2 separate regions of the Mus musculus genome follow, and region 2 is linked to region 1. Evidence: chromatin contacts called from public Hi-C data. All regions are on one chromosome and are shown on one strand. Each heading gives the region's core, a stretch centred on a gene start, on an enhancer-like site or on the middle of the called end of the contact. The rest is flanking DNA. Distances are from core to core; before and after follow the strand shown. Region 1 has its middle 75 kb from the start of Lnx1. Region 2 has its middle 7.5 kb from the start of Gm52779.

Region 1 (6,154 bases), core at 1,160-3,659:
GTCTGGGTGAAGTTAGCAAAAGACGTTTACTCAAAAAGAGTGAGCCCAAAAGGCCTCCAGCCTTCCTCTTTCACGGTGCTTACCAAGCAAGTCTTCCTGGGGGTTTCAGGACAAATGGGCTGAAACAGAGGATTATATTTCCCCAGAAACTCAGGTGTCTTTCACAGCAAAGGGGGGACTCACTGAAGCCCCAGAGGTTCTCCCAGCTCTCGAGACCTTCAGATATATTTTAAGCTCTTTTTGCTGATTTCAAAAAAACAAAATCAATTTATAGTCATGAATGCTCTTAGCTTGAATAATAAATAATAAGTCTGCCACTTTCCTAGGCAGATTTCCCCTAAGGTAGCCACCCTGGCCAAGACCCTCACATCTGCAGCCAGGGGAGAGTTTCTGGGAAATGTAGCTGCTGGCAGCTGCTTCTCCTTGCCTTCAAGATTCTATTGCCTTGTTCTCTAGATCAGTTTGCACCACGCATAGTTTATGACAGAGGGGGGAAATGCTGAAGGCAGAGGAAGCAAGAGGTGACTCATCTGCTCAAAAATCATTTCTTCACGCATTCAGTCATTCATCCAAAAAGTATTCATCAAATACTGAGTGTGTGCCAGGTACTTCTGTGTGACACAGGCTGGATGAATGTTCTGGGGCAGCCAAAACAACCCCTCATTGCGTAGCTTAGACAGTGTATTGCAACCTCACCACTCTGCAGGCCAGAAGACCAACAGAGAGGTGTTGGCACCTTTGGCTCCTGCTCAGGATGGAAGAGATGTTCTCCAATGCCTCTCCCCAGCCTCTGGTGTTTTGCAGGCTGATACCAGTGTTCCTTGATTTATAGACACATCACCCTGGGGTCTGTCTTCATCTCTTCATGATATTCTCTCTGTGTGTACTGCCTCCATATCTCCTTCCCAATAAGGACACTAGTCACGGAGGGTTAAGATCCACCTTAATGGCTCCATTTGAACTTTATTGTCTCTGTAAAAAACACTGCAGAGCACCCTCAAGTTATGATGGGTCCTTTAAGATTTTCGACCTTATGATGATGCAAAAGCAAATTGCACTTAGTAGCAACAGGGCTTTGAGTCCCAGTCTTTTCCCTGGGCTAGCAAGACACAGTATGATACTTGATCAGGGCAGTGAGCACAGCCTCCAGGAGGCCCATGGTCATGGGAGACTGACCAACACTGTGCACTGTGAGCCCAGGTAGGGTGTTCTGTATGGTGTACTAAAGACAGTTTGACTGATACTTTGAACTTGCTATACACTTGAACGTCTAACCCCACTATAAGTCAAGAAACACTTATGGCCCCAACTACAGTCATGTTATGGATTTAGGCATTAGAGATTCGAGTTCGGAATTTAGAAGGTACACACTTCAGTCTCTGCTCTGGTAGTGACCTTTCTTGCTTGCTGTTATGATAAATTGACCAAAGCAATGTAAGGAAGGCGTGGTTAGCTTTGACTCGGAGTCTCCTGTCACAGCCTGTCATGGTGAATAAGACATGGAAACAGGATCTTGAGGCAACACAGTCAGAAAGTGGAGCTGTACCAACACAGAGCCAGAAGTTAGAAGGAACTCTGAGAATTATGTGTGAGAGAAAACTCTAGCTCAGTGTGGTGATAACATGCTTGCAGTCCCATCTCTTGAGACACAGACCAGGGCGATCAGAGATTCAAAGGCATCCTCGGATACATAGTAAGTTCCAGGCTAGCCTGAGCTATATACGACCCTGACTCAAAACAAAATAAACAAAATAGAAAAACAAAAACAAAAATTCTTATCTTATGGAACCTATCGTTTGCTTTTGACAGTTCTAGCTCGGCTCTCTTTGTCATACTGAACTGTGCCTTCTACATGCGTATTTGCTTTTTTTGACCTCTTAGAGCCCAGTGTGTCTTTCAAAGGTATGTAGGACAGTAAACACAGGGTTTGAAGTTAGCCATCCTGGCTTTGGACACTTCTTCCACCATTTCTCAGCTGGTTGACTCTGCGTTTATCACTGGGTCTCTCTGAACTTCAGTTTCCTCATCTATAAATCCTGGAGACAGCCACGCACAGAATGCCTTTCCACCATTAAGAATTGCCTGTTGGTGGTTTCCCATCTTGCTTTCTGCTTTGGGGTTTGATTTGAGACAGGGTCTCCCTTCGTAACCCAAGCTGGCCCCACTCTCATCCCCCTCCTAAATTCTGAGGTTGCAAAGCACATTGAGCTGCCATGCCTGGCTTCTCTTGGTGACTTTCCTCATGCTATGGGGCCCTCATGAATCACTATAGGAAAATAACCAAGCACAGAAACACATGGTCACATCTGCTACTCAGGCATCCCAATTTGAGAGCTGGAAATACTGACACATCCCCTCCTTCTCCCACCCCTCGCTCCCTCTTCCCTGTCATCTGAGCAGCCATTGCCCTCAGGAGAGTCAAGGCTGTGTGACTCACCCTTCTCCAGTCCGACTCTCTGCAGCAAGAGACCATAATAAGAGTTCGAAGGTCCCAGCTCATTCTTTACACACACACAGATGCTAAAAGTTACAAGATACTTAGTGGCTGTGTGGTCCAATATTCCTTATGAAATGAGTTCATTCCTGGTAAGGACGTCCCTCCATGGCTGGTCTCACCAATGGGCACCTGGCTTCTCTTGAGTATTTCCACATGGTCATGGAGGATTGCTGGGGTTTGACAGCCCAGTCATTACAGAGTCTTTGTGATGTTTTTATCTCGTTTCTCGAAGGCTCACCACTTAGGCATTTTTCACTCCCAACACAGGATGGGATAACTCAGGGTCTGCACGCTGCGGAGTGACCTAATCCTTTATCAACTTCTTTGACTATGTCCTGTGTCAGGGTTTGCTACAGTATCTCCTCTGCTGCTATCTCCATGCGGTTCGTGGTTTCCAAATGTTTTCAGTCAAGCATTTCCATAAGTAAACATATTTTCTGCAAACACCTCTCAACACACACATTTTATTGATATACATATATGTGTACTCAATCAATATACATCTGCCAACATACTATAAAATTGGGGACATAGAAACAGATGTTGAAGATAAAAAACAAATCAGAGTGGAAGTTCTGCTTTCAACTGGGATCCCAAGGGATGGGGCAGCACTTCCCCTGAGCTAGCTTATAGCTTCTTTCTTCCAAACCACTGATGTTACCATAGCTTTCCTTGGCAGGGTGGCAGCTCTGAGCACAGAGATGTCCTACCACTCACTGCAGTACTGTGGTGTTTAGGACGGTATCAGTCACAGTGGACACCTAAGACATGCTTCTGGAATCAGAGTTATTCCCCATCGGAGCTCCCCTCTCCCCGGCTAGTACCCCTATGCTGTTTTCACACAGACTCCTCCCACCAGGCCGATCCCCCTGGATCTCCTTAGCTGTCCCAAACCCAGCACACGTGCCATGCCAAGCTTTGTGTGTAACCCCACAAGTGTCTTCCTCTACAAAAGCACCATCCCGTCCCCTCTCCTTGCTTCATCCAGTTAAACTGGCAAGAGTCACATGCACGCACACCACGTACGCGCATCAAATTGCACTCACTTTGAATAATTTATTCATTATTTTTGAGAGAGGGTCCTGCTGGCTATGCAGAAGAGGCTAGCCTCGAACTTGTGATCCTTCTGCCTCGCCTCCTGAGTGCTTTGTGACAGGTGTGCCTTACCACACCTGGCTCTATTCTCACTTTAAATTAAGGACCGTGTATCTCAGGTGGCCCTTGGCCACTGCTGGAAACCCCAGGGCGTACACTCTCCATCTTTGACCCCTGAGTTCTGTGTACTTCTTCATACCTCCTCCCCCTCTCAAATGTCCAGCACCCTTCCTGCTCCCTCATTCGTACTGAACGAGTTTGCCAAGTAAAACAACCAGAGAAAGTGTCTCTCCATAGAACACAATCTACCATACTTTCAGGACCAGAGGTCCTGCACAACACTGTCCCCTTTCAGTGAGTGGCATTGTATCTGCTCCAAGTAGCAGTTTCTCCAGTGGTACACTGTGGGGCATCGGACCATGCCACCAGACAGGTAGGGTCGAGCAGGTTAAGGAACCCTGGCAATTCTCATAACTGAGAACGGTAGGCATTTAAATACACTCCTGGCCAGGTTCTTGTCCTGCAGCATGTGACCTAGACACCCCACTAAGAGGACTATGACACCTGGTCATGTAGCATAGAAGGCAAGACTTCTCCATGCAAATTATGTGCCCCAAGGGTTTAGCCAATAAGCTTCCCTTCCCGGGCATCCCTTCCTTACAAAAGGGATTTAATCTCTGGTTCACTCTGAGTAAGTAGTATGCATTTTCCACCACGAATAAAGTAGTTTGGACAAGCAAGGACTGTCTCCCTCATCAAGAACGTCTGTTGAGGGAGGCGTTTATTATACAGAGCCGTGCCAGCCCTCTGAAGACCTCTCTATACTCCTAGCATTCACCCTGAATTAAGCTGGATTCCCCCATCTCAGGCCCTGGGCCCCCATTTTCAACTCTTTAAGGATCCCAGCAACATCTAAATGCACAGGAGTTTGAGAACCACAGCCTCTGTCCCAACCCCCGCCATTTCTCACATGGGCTGGGGTCCCTATCTTAGGCTGCATTTTGTCTCCACTAAGCAGCGTGTTAGAATCTCGTGAGCCTGGTATCCTAACAGCCAAGTGGAAGCAGAACCACAGTACACTGTTTCCTCCGTCCAGGAACCCAAGGCGCTGACACCAACAATCATCCCTTTGTCTTACAACAATCATGCTCTTCCCAAAGGGAATTACCATCTGTGTATGTTTACTATAAGTCCCTGTAATTAACATCTATGAATATGTTTACTCTGAGTCCCCTTGGCCTTGGTCCTCTCCATTCCCTGCCTCATCTCTCTGCAATCTCTGTACTGTGTAAATGTCAATCACTCTAGTCTAACCGCACTTTCTTTCTTCCGGTTCTTTCTTGCACGTTTGCTGTCTCCACTTTGCTAGAGCTGCTCTTGCTGGTGTTTCTGAGTATTTAACATGGCAAGACACCCCAAATACCTTGTCTTGCCATGTCTGATCTCCTTAGCTGGCCGTCAAAGCAGTATGTCAGCTGAGAAAATGCCTCAATGAGATAGGCTACAGGCATCCAGCATTTCCTTAATTAGTGATTCAAGTGGGGGGGGGGGCAGCCAGTTGTGGGTGGGGCCACCCCTGGGCTGGTAGTTCTGGAATGCTATAGGAGGCAAGGGGGTAAGCAAGCAGCACCCGCCATGGCCTCTGTGTCAGCTCCTGTCTCCAGGTTCCTGCCCTGCCTTAGTTCCTGGCCTGACAATGATGGTATGGAAGCACAAGCCAAACGAACCCTTTCCTCCCAAGTTACTTTTGGTCTCGGTGTTTTGATTTTTGTCGTTGTTGTTGTTCATTTGTTTTGTTTTGCTTTCAAATCTGGGTTTCTCTGTGTAGCCCTGGCTGTCCTGGAACTCACTTTGTAGACCAGGCTGGCTTTGAACTCTAAAATCTGCCTGCCTATGCCTCCCAAATGCTGGGATTAATGGCATGCACCACCACTGCCTGGCTAGTCTTGGTGTTTCATCGAAACAATGTAACGCTGAGACACTGGGGTAATCTCAGCCAGTGTTGCCATGCCAAATACCTTCCATTCTATCGCTACAGGACCATATCCTGGTCCTTCAACTCCAGAACCCTACCACCAGCTGGATTTTTTCCTCAGTGTGTGCTTTCCAAATGGAATGTATCTAAAATAAAACTTGATTCCCTCTAGCCATCTCAAAACCTACTCTTCCTCTCTACTTCTTAGTAAAGGACATCAACTTTCACTTATTCACCCAGGATATAAATGTAAGAGGAATTCTTAGCTTTGTTGGTTTGAGACTGGATTTTTTATATAGCTCTGGCTGGCCTGGAACTTGCTATATAGACCAGGCTAGCCATACTTCTGCCTTCCCTTCCCCCAAGTTCTTAAGTTAGAGGTATGTGGCCCCTTGCCCCAATTAGGAGAGAGTTTTAATATAATATTTTTATTAATTCTTTGTGAGTATCTTGCATGCATATAACATATTTTTAATGCCACTCATTCTCTACCTCTTCCTCCTAATTCCCTCGTATCCAGCCCTCATCCCTCACATCCACATCCCAACTTCATGTACTCTTTGGGGGTGTGTGTGTAAAATGCACAA
Region 2 (6,154 bases), core at 1,364-3,863, 160 kb after region 1:
ACACTGTAGCTGTCTTCAGACACACCAGAAGAGGGCATCTGGATCCCATTACAAATGGTTATGAGCTACATATGGTTGCTGGGAATTGAACTCAGGACCTCTGAAAAAGCAGTCAGTACTCTTAACCACTGAGCCATCTCTCCAGCCCACAAAAACATCTTTTTAATTAAAGCAAAAATAAAATTCAATTGGTAGTATTACTATAAAATGCACTTACTATCTACATAAATGCAAATCGCTGTTCTGATTAAATAGTATTGTCAACATCTTTGGGTTTGTTTTGGGTTTGGAGGGGGCTAATGGTAGCTTTTGCCATTGACTAATGTTATGATGCAGTGGATAATTTACTTCTAATCCTCCTCCGTCGAGGGCAGGATGTGTCCCTCATCAAGTCAAGGGGTGCTGTGCTGATCAACCTTTAATGCCACAACAAAGTAATTGGGGAAGAAAAAAAACCTTCTTTTCCTTTCAAGACAGGGCCTCACTGTGTGTCCCTGGCTGGCCTGAAACTCACCACATAGAGCAGTCTGCTCTGCCATCCACAGAGATCCTGGTGCCTCTGCCTCCCAAGGACTGGGATTGAAGGCCTAGAACACCACATCTGTCAAAAGAAAAAATCTTAAAGGTAAGATTTAGTCTAATTCATGCTTTCAAAGTCCACCTCTTCAGGCCTGGAGAGAGGCAGACTATCATAATGATGGCGGGAGAGTTGTGTGGCAGAGAAGCCAGGAAGTAGAGAAAAACAGGAAGGGCCTGGAGCAAGACATAGCTTTCAAAGGTGTGCCTCCCTAGTGACCCACTTCTTCCAACTAAACCCCAGCACCCCAGACAGCTACCAACACAGTAATGAGCTAATCCACGGACATTAGTGCCCTTGTGATCCAATGACCTCTATGTAATGCCACCATCTGGTAACCAAGTCTTCAACTCAGGAGACTTTGAAGCCATTTTGTGTCCAAACCATGACAAGTCTATTTTCCTTTTTTTTTTTTTTTAAGTTTAAAAAAAATATTTTATGTTAATGGGTGTTTTCTTTTTCCCTGCATCTATGTCTGAACTACACATACGGCTGCTTCCCATAGAGGCCACAAGAGGTTGTCAGATCCGCTGGAACTGGAGTTACAGACAGCTGTGAGCCTCTGTGCAGGTTCTGAGAACCAAACCTGAGCCCTCTGAGAGCAGCAAGAGTTCTCAGCCACTGAGCCGTCTCTGCAGCTCTCCTTCCTTGTAGCATCCAACTGCCTTTGGTATTGTAGTCTATGGTGTAATCTACCTTAAGGGCGATTCTCTTTGGCTATACTCATCATATGTTCAGGATCTAACATAAAGACATGGCCAAGGATTTTCTGAACCCTCTTACAATTTTTAAAAAAAAAAAAACACATTTATACAGGTAATGGAAAGAAATGACTTTTTAATTAAAGATTTACTATTGTTATTTTTAATTGTGTGTATGGAAGGTCTGAGTGTGGATGTGTGCACCTAAGTGCAGGTGCTCAAGAGAGCCAGAGGAGCCAGAGGAGCCAGCTTCCCCCTGGAGTTACAAGTGGTTGTGAGCCTGTCACCATGGATACTGAGTACCAGACTCTAAAAGAACAGTATGTGCTCTTAACCACTGAGCCATCCTCTATAAACCCAGAATTTAAAAAAAAAAATTTACTTTCAGGCTAGGGAGATGGCTCAGTGGTTAAGAGCACTTGCTGCTCTTGCAGAGGTCCTGAGTTCAATTCCTAGCACGCACATGGTAGCTCAAAACCATTCACAACTTTAGTTCCAGGAGATCTCATGTCCTTTTCTGACCTCTTTCGACACCAAGTATACATGTGGTACATACATATACATGTGGGCAAAACATTCACTCATAAAATAAAAAGAATACTTTTTTAAGATGTCTTTCATTGCAAAGAATGATCTTGCCTGTAGTCAGAACTAGGCTGGACCACAAAGATAAGGAATGGACACCTCTCTGTGTATGCCTGCCACAGGTAAACTGCTTTAAGTCTCGTGGGCGTGCTTCAGATCCTCCTGTTCGTAGACCTCAATATATTTGAGAATCCTTCCATTTTCTCTTTAGGCAGAGTGAGTCACATTCCGCTGGTGCAGCGCTGACTCACTGGAGACCAGTTATGGAGAGGACATTTAGAAAAGGACCTTTTGGATTCAAAGTCTAGAGATGGATCATTTCCTGGTGCGTGTCAGCAGAAGAACTCACGCAGCTGGCCCTCTGAAAGGAATTCTTAAGTCCCAGCGCTCAGAGGAAACTGTGGAGTTAAGATTGTTTGTTCATGGCAGAATTGGCTCTAGAACCAGAAAGGTTAAATTATAAATCTTCGACAAAACACAAGTTTCTCTACATCATTTTCCTCTGGAACTAGATGAGAAACAGCTGGACGCTGGAATAGAAAAACCACTGGAAAGACTCAATGGTGGCCAGCAATGCTTGCTCTGGCCCTTCCTGCAGCCAATGCCCGATCCCAGACTCAGCTCAGCTGTCTGATTCCCCAGAATCTCTTCCAGAACATTCCACCTCTTGCTTCCTCCTGAGCACACCTCCCCATTCCTCATGGCACTCTGGCTACTGGGAAGTATCTTACTCACCTGTTTGTCATCACTATTCTTGCCACAGTGTGTCATGAGAGTAGCAGTCTCGCCTGGCTGTGTGTCACAGTCACATCCCACAGGGCAGGCACATGCAGGTGCTCAGCTGATGTGTTCCGACGGGCTCGCACATGACTGACTGACCACTGCATTCTGCAGTTTTCTCCTCACCATTTCTTGTGCAGCCAGAGGCAAGCTGATGAGATGCACAAGAATAGTTTGGCACCAGCCTGACTTCAAACTCCACTTGAGATACCTAGAAAGTCTAGCCGGCGCAGGCTTTTGTGAGTTCAGCATAGATGGCTTATTTTTCTCACATCTGTCTCCCTAGCCTTCAGAACTCTGCTTGGGATATAAAAGACACTCAACAAATGGATAGATCTTTACCAGTTACGTGTTAACCATTATTACTAACAACCTATCTCATCTAATCACCACTACAACAGAATGCTTGTACTGGCTGGATTTGTGTGTCAACTTGACACAAGCTGGAGTTATCATAGAGAAAGCAATTTCAGTTGGGGAAATGCCTCCATGAGATACAACTGTAAGGCCTTTTCTCAATTAGTGATCAAGGGGGGGAGGGCCCCTTGTGGGTGCTGCCATCCCTGGGCTGGTAGTCTTGGGTCTATAAGAGAGAAGCAAGCCAGGGGAAGCAAGCCAGTAAGTAACATCCCTCCATGGCCTCTGCATCAGCTCCTGCTTCCTGACCTGCTTGAGTTCCAGTCCTGACTTCCTTTGGTGATGAACAGCAGTATGGAAGTGTAAGCCGAATAAACCCTTTCCTCCCCAACTTGCTTCTTGGTCATGATGTTTGTGCAGGAATAGAAACCCTGACTATGACAGTGCTAAACTGTACGTCACATTTTATAGATGAGAAAAAGGAGCTTTGGAGTTCCCTTCAGTTCAAAAACAAAACAACAAAAACAAACCTCTCCAGGAAGAATGTTTGTAGGCAGGTCTGTCAGACACCAAGACCATAAAACAGTTGCCATCTCCCGGCCTCCCAAATGGCCCTAACACAAAGTCAAAAAGAGTTTTCTTTTTTTAAGGCGTTTAGTGGGATCAAAGCTGCATCCTACTATAATCCACTGAACCAAAATGTAACCTCATCACCACTGTACCCAGGCCAGGGCCTGGCACGGAGCGGGTGTTGATGAGCGTTAATAAGTAATTGATTGAAGAAAAGAACTAAGGGAGACAGGAGGGGAGTAGAAGGAAGGGTGGGAGAGAGATCTCTGGAGACCCTCGGGGAAAGGCCAGCAGTCATGGGCTTTCTGAGAGGGTGTTATGTCAGAAGCAGCATACACGTGTAGATCCTGTCCCTGACTTCATGATAGAAGCTGCCAGCACCCTGGGAAGCCCCAAATGTGTCCCTGCTCCATCTGCCAAGTCTCCAGTCCTATCAGCATCCTGCCTGGTATTTGAGCTCTCTCAAGGAGGACCTGGGTTGACCCTGTGACCTGCCAGGAGGGAAGAAACAAAGAAACACTGTCTGGGATGTGAATTCCTGTCTCCCACCCCTGTTCCTCCATCACATTAAGGAATAAGACCAGATCCCCCAGGGTGAACGGAGCTCAGCAGTGGAGCACTACTCGCCTTGGATGTACAAGGTCCTAGATTGTGGTCCTCAATAAAAGAGAGCGGGGCTGGCAAATTGGCTCCGTGGGTATTGAGTCTGATAATCAGAGTTTGATCCGAGAACTCACAATGGTAGGAGAGAAACAAGTTATTCTCTGACCTCTGCATGCAAGATCTGGTACACACACACACACACACACACACACACACACACAATTAATTAATTAATCAATTATTCATAATAAATAAACAGATGTGATTTTTAACTTTTTAAGAAAGAAAGAGAAAAAAAACCCTCCAAAAGTCCAGTGCTGAAACAAAGATGAAACAATTTGAAACAATGAGGGACTGAGTCAGGGCTGGGGAGGCTTAATCATCTTCCTTTGATGACTGACCTGCAGGCTCACTTCCTTGGGCAAAGGCATCTCATTTGAGGTGTGGAACTCCATTGCTATTTATCTGCCTGTGTTCTGTGCAGATAGGAGTTCTAATGACCGTGTCTGCTTTATTTCAAAATAGAGCCAGCCCCACCACAGGACACGGGCCCTGGTTACGTTTTTTTAAATTTATGCATTCAGCACATGCTAATTGGACCCAGGTCTGCTCCAACATGTTCTGAAATCCAGCTTTTTCTGGAAGTTGGCAGCAAACTCTTCAGACGAGACTCCTCGATTGATTGGCTATGAGACTATTTGAAGTCCTTCTCTTCTCTCTCTCTCTCTCTCTCTCTATCTATCTATCTATCTATATATATATATATATATATCCCTGGATATATTCATTTACTCCCTGTACTATACAGAGATGGGCAAGGGTTCTTGGAAGTGGGATACTCAAGCCTCAAGTGAGTATTCTAACAATCTAAGTGCCCCCCATATGACTTTCTAAGTTCGGAAATACTCTCCATTCCCCCAGACACTTGGCCCCACATGCTTTAGCTGAGATGTGAGCTGTGTGGCTGCCTGAGGTGAGCGCTGTTACAGCTGCCGAGTTGAACACGCTCATCAGGGATTTTTGCCCTAATACAGTTTGCTCTCTGGCTAATGAGGCAATAAGAGGAAAATGCAGTGTCCAAGTGAGAAAGGGGTTAAGCATCCAAGTCGGGAGAGTGCGATGGAGAGATGTTGGAGAATAGAGAACTCTTTGCTGGAAAACCTAAATGAAGAGATCGCCATGCAACGATCTCATTTCAGGCCATCCTCTTGGATTCATAAACAGAACATCAGCAGCTCACATTCATTCCTACAATCACAAGATTCCCAGGATCTTGGCACATGCTATCCCTTCTGCAGGAAGAGAGGCATTTAACCTTTTGAACCGGTTTTGCTATACATCTCTCCTTTTTAAAAAGATTTGTTTTATATATATATTAACTTTATATATATAAAATATATATATATATAAAATATAACTTTATATTATAAAAAGATTTATATGTGCATACACTGTCACTATCTTCAGAAAAAGAACACAAGAGGACATCAGATCCCATTACAGATGGTTGTGAGTCACCATGTGGGTAGTGTGAATTGAACTCAGGACCTCTAGAAGAGCAACCAGTGTTCTTAACCACTGAGCCATTGTTCCAGCCTCTGACTATACATATCTTTAACATGCCATGACTAGATAAATATGGAGGCTTCTTGATGCAGACTTACTTTGGAAGCTTATAAGGGAGATGCCCATCTGCAGAGGAGACTTTAATGACCGGAAAGAAGCCTTCCATGAACTTCAATGAGTCCCATTAAACAGCTGCCATCACAGCACAGTTAAATGCCCTGGAAATGAAGTCAGACCAAGCTATGTCTCTCTGATTCAGGGACAGGGACGATCCCAAAGCTCAGCTCTGGCCAGCATGTCTTGAAACTGCCCCTTCTAAGCCCCACACCTGTTTTATTTGGGGTATAAGTGTCCACAGATCAACAGGCGTGTGCCCACACAAGCATCCATGGCATCAAATTGTCTCTCCAGTGAC

What was found. Hi-C and Micro-C count contacts between places; a contact is called where the count stands out from the background.
Region 2: a contact with region 1 is called in a Hi-C map of embryonic fibroblasts, with 2.6 times the contacts expected there. The contact joins two enhancer-like sites. A contact is called at or near these places in 1 of 15 datasets of contacts at CTCF or cohesin (the NIH/3T3 cell line), 4 of 484 Hi-C or Micro-C datasets (the HL-1 cell line, embryonic fibroblasts and epiblasts) and 1 of 115 datasets of contacts at active chromatin or transcription factors (vascular smooth muscle cells).

Annotation. Positions count from the first base shown.
Region 1 is chr5:74,775,177-74,781,330 of GRCm38.p6, forward strand. No RefSeq gene overlaps it. Among named protein-coding and RNA genes, the nearest start is that of Lnx1, 75 kb to the left of the region's middle. Within about 2 kb of position 2,410, at least 41 of the 459 cell types and tissues checked have an H3K27ac peak or open chromatin away from gene starts, as enhancers often do. A contact at or near this core is called in the HL-1 cell line, the NIH/3T3 cell line and embryonic fibroblasts, where this site is marked.
Region 2 is chr5:74,933,663-74,939,816 of GRCm38.p6, forward strand. No RefSeq gene overlaps it. Among named protein-coding and RNA genes, the nearest start is that of Gm52779, 7.5 kb to the right of the region's middle. Within about 2 kb of position 2,614, at least 56 of the 459 cell types and tissues checked have an H3K27ac peak or open chromatin away from gene starts, as enhancers often do. A contact at or near this core is called in the HL-1 cell line, the NIH/3T3 cell line and embryonic fibroblasts, where this site is marked.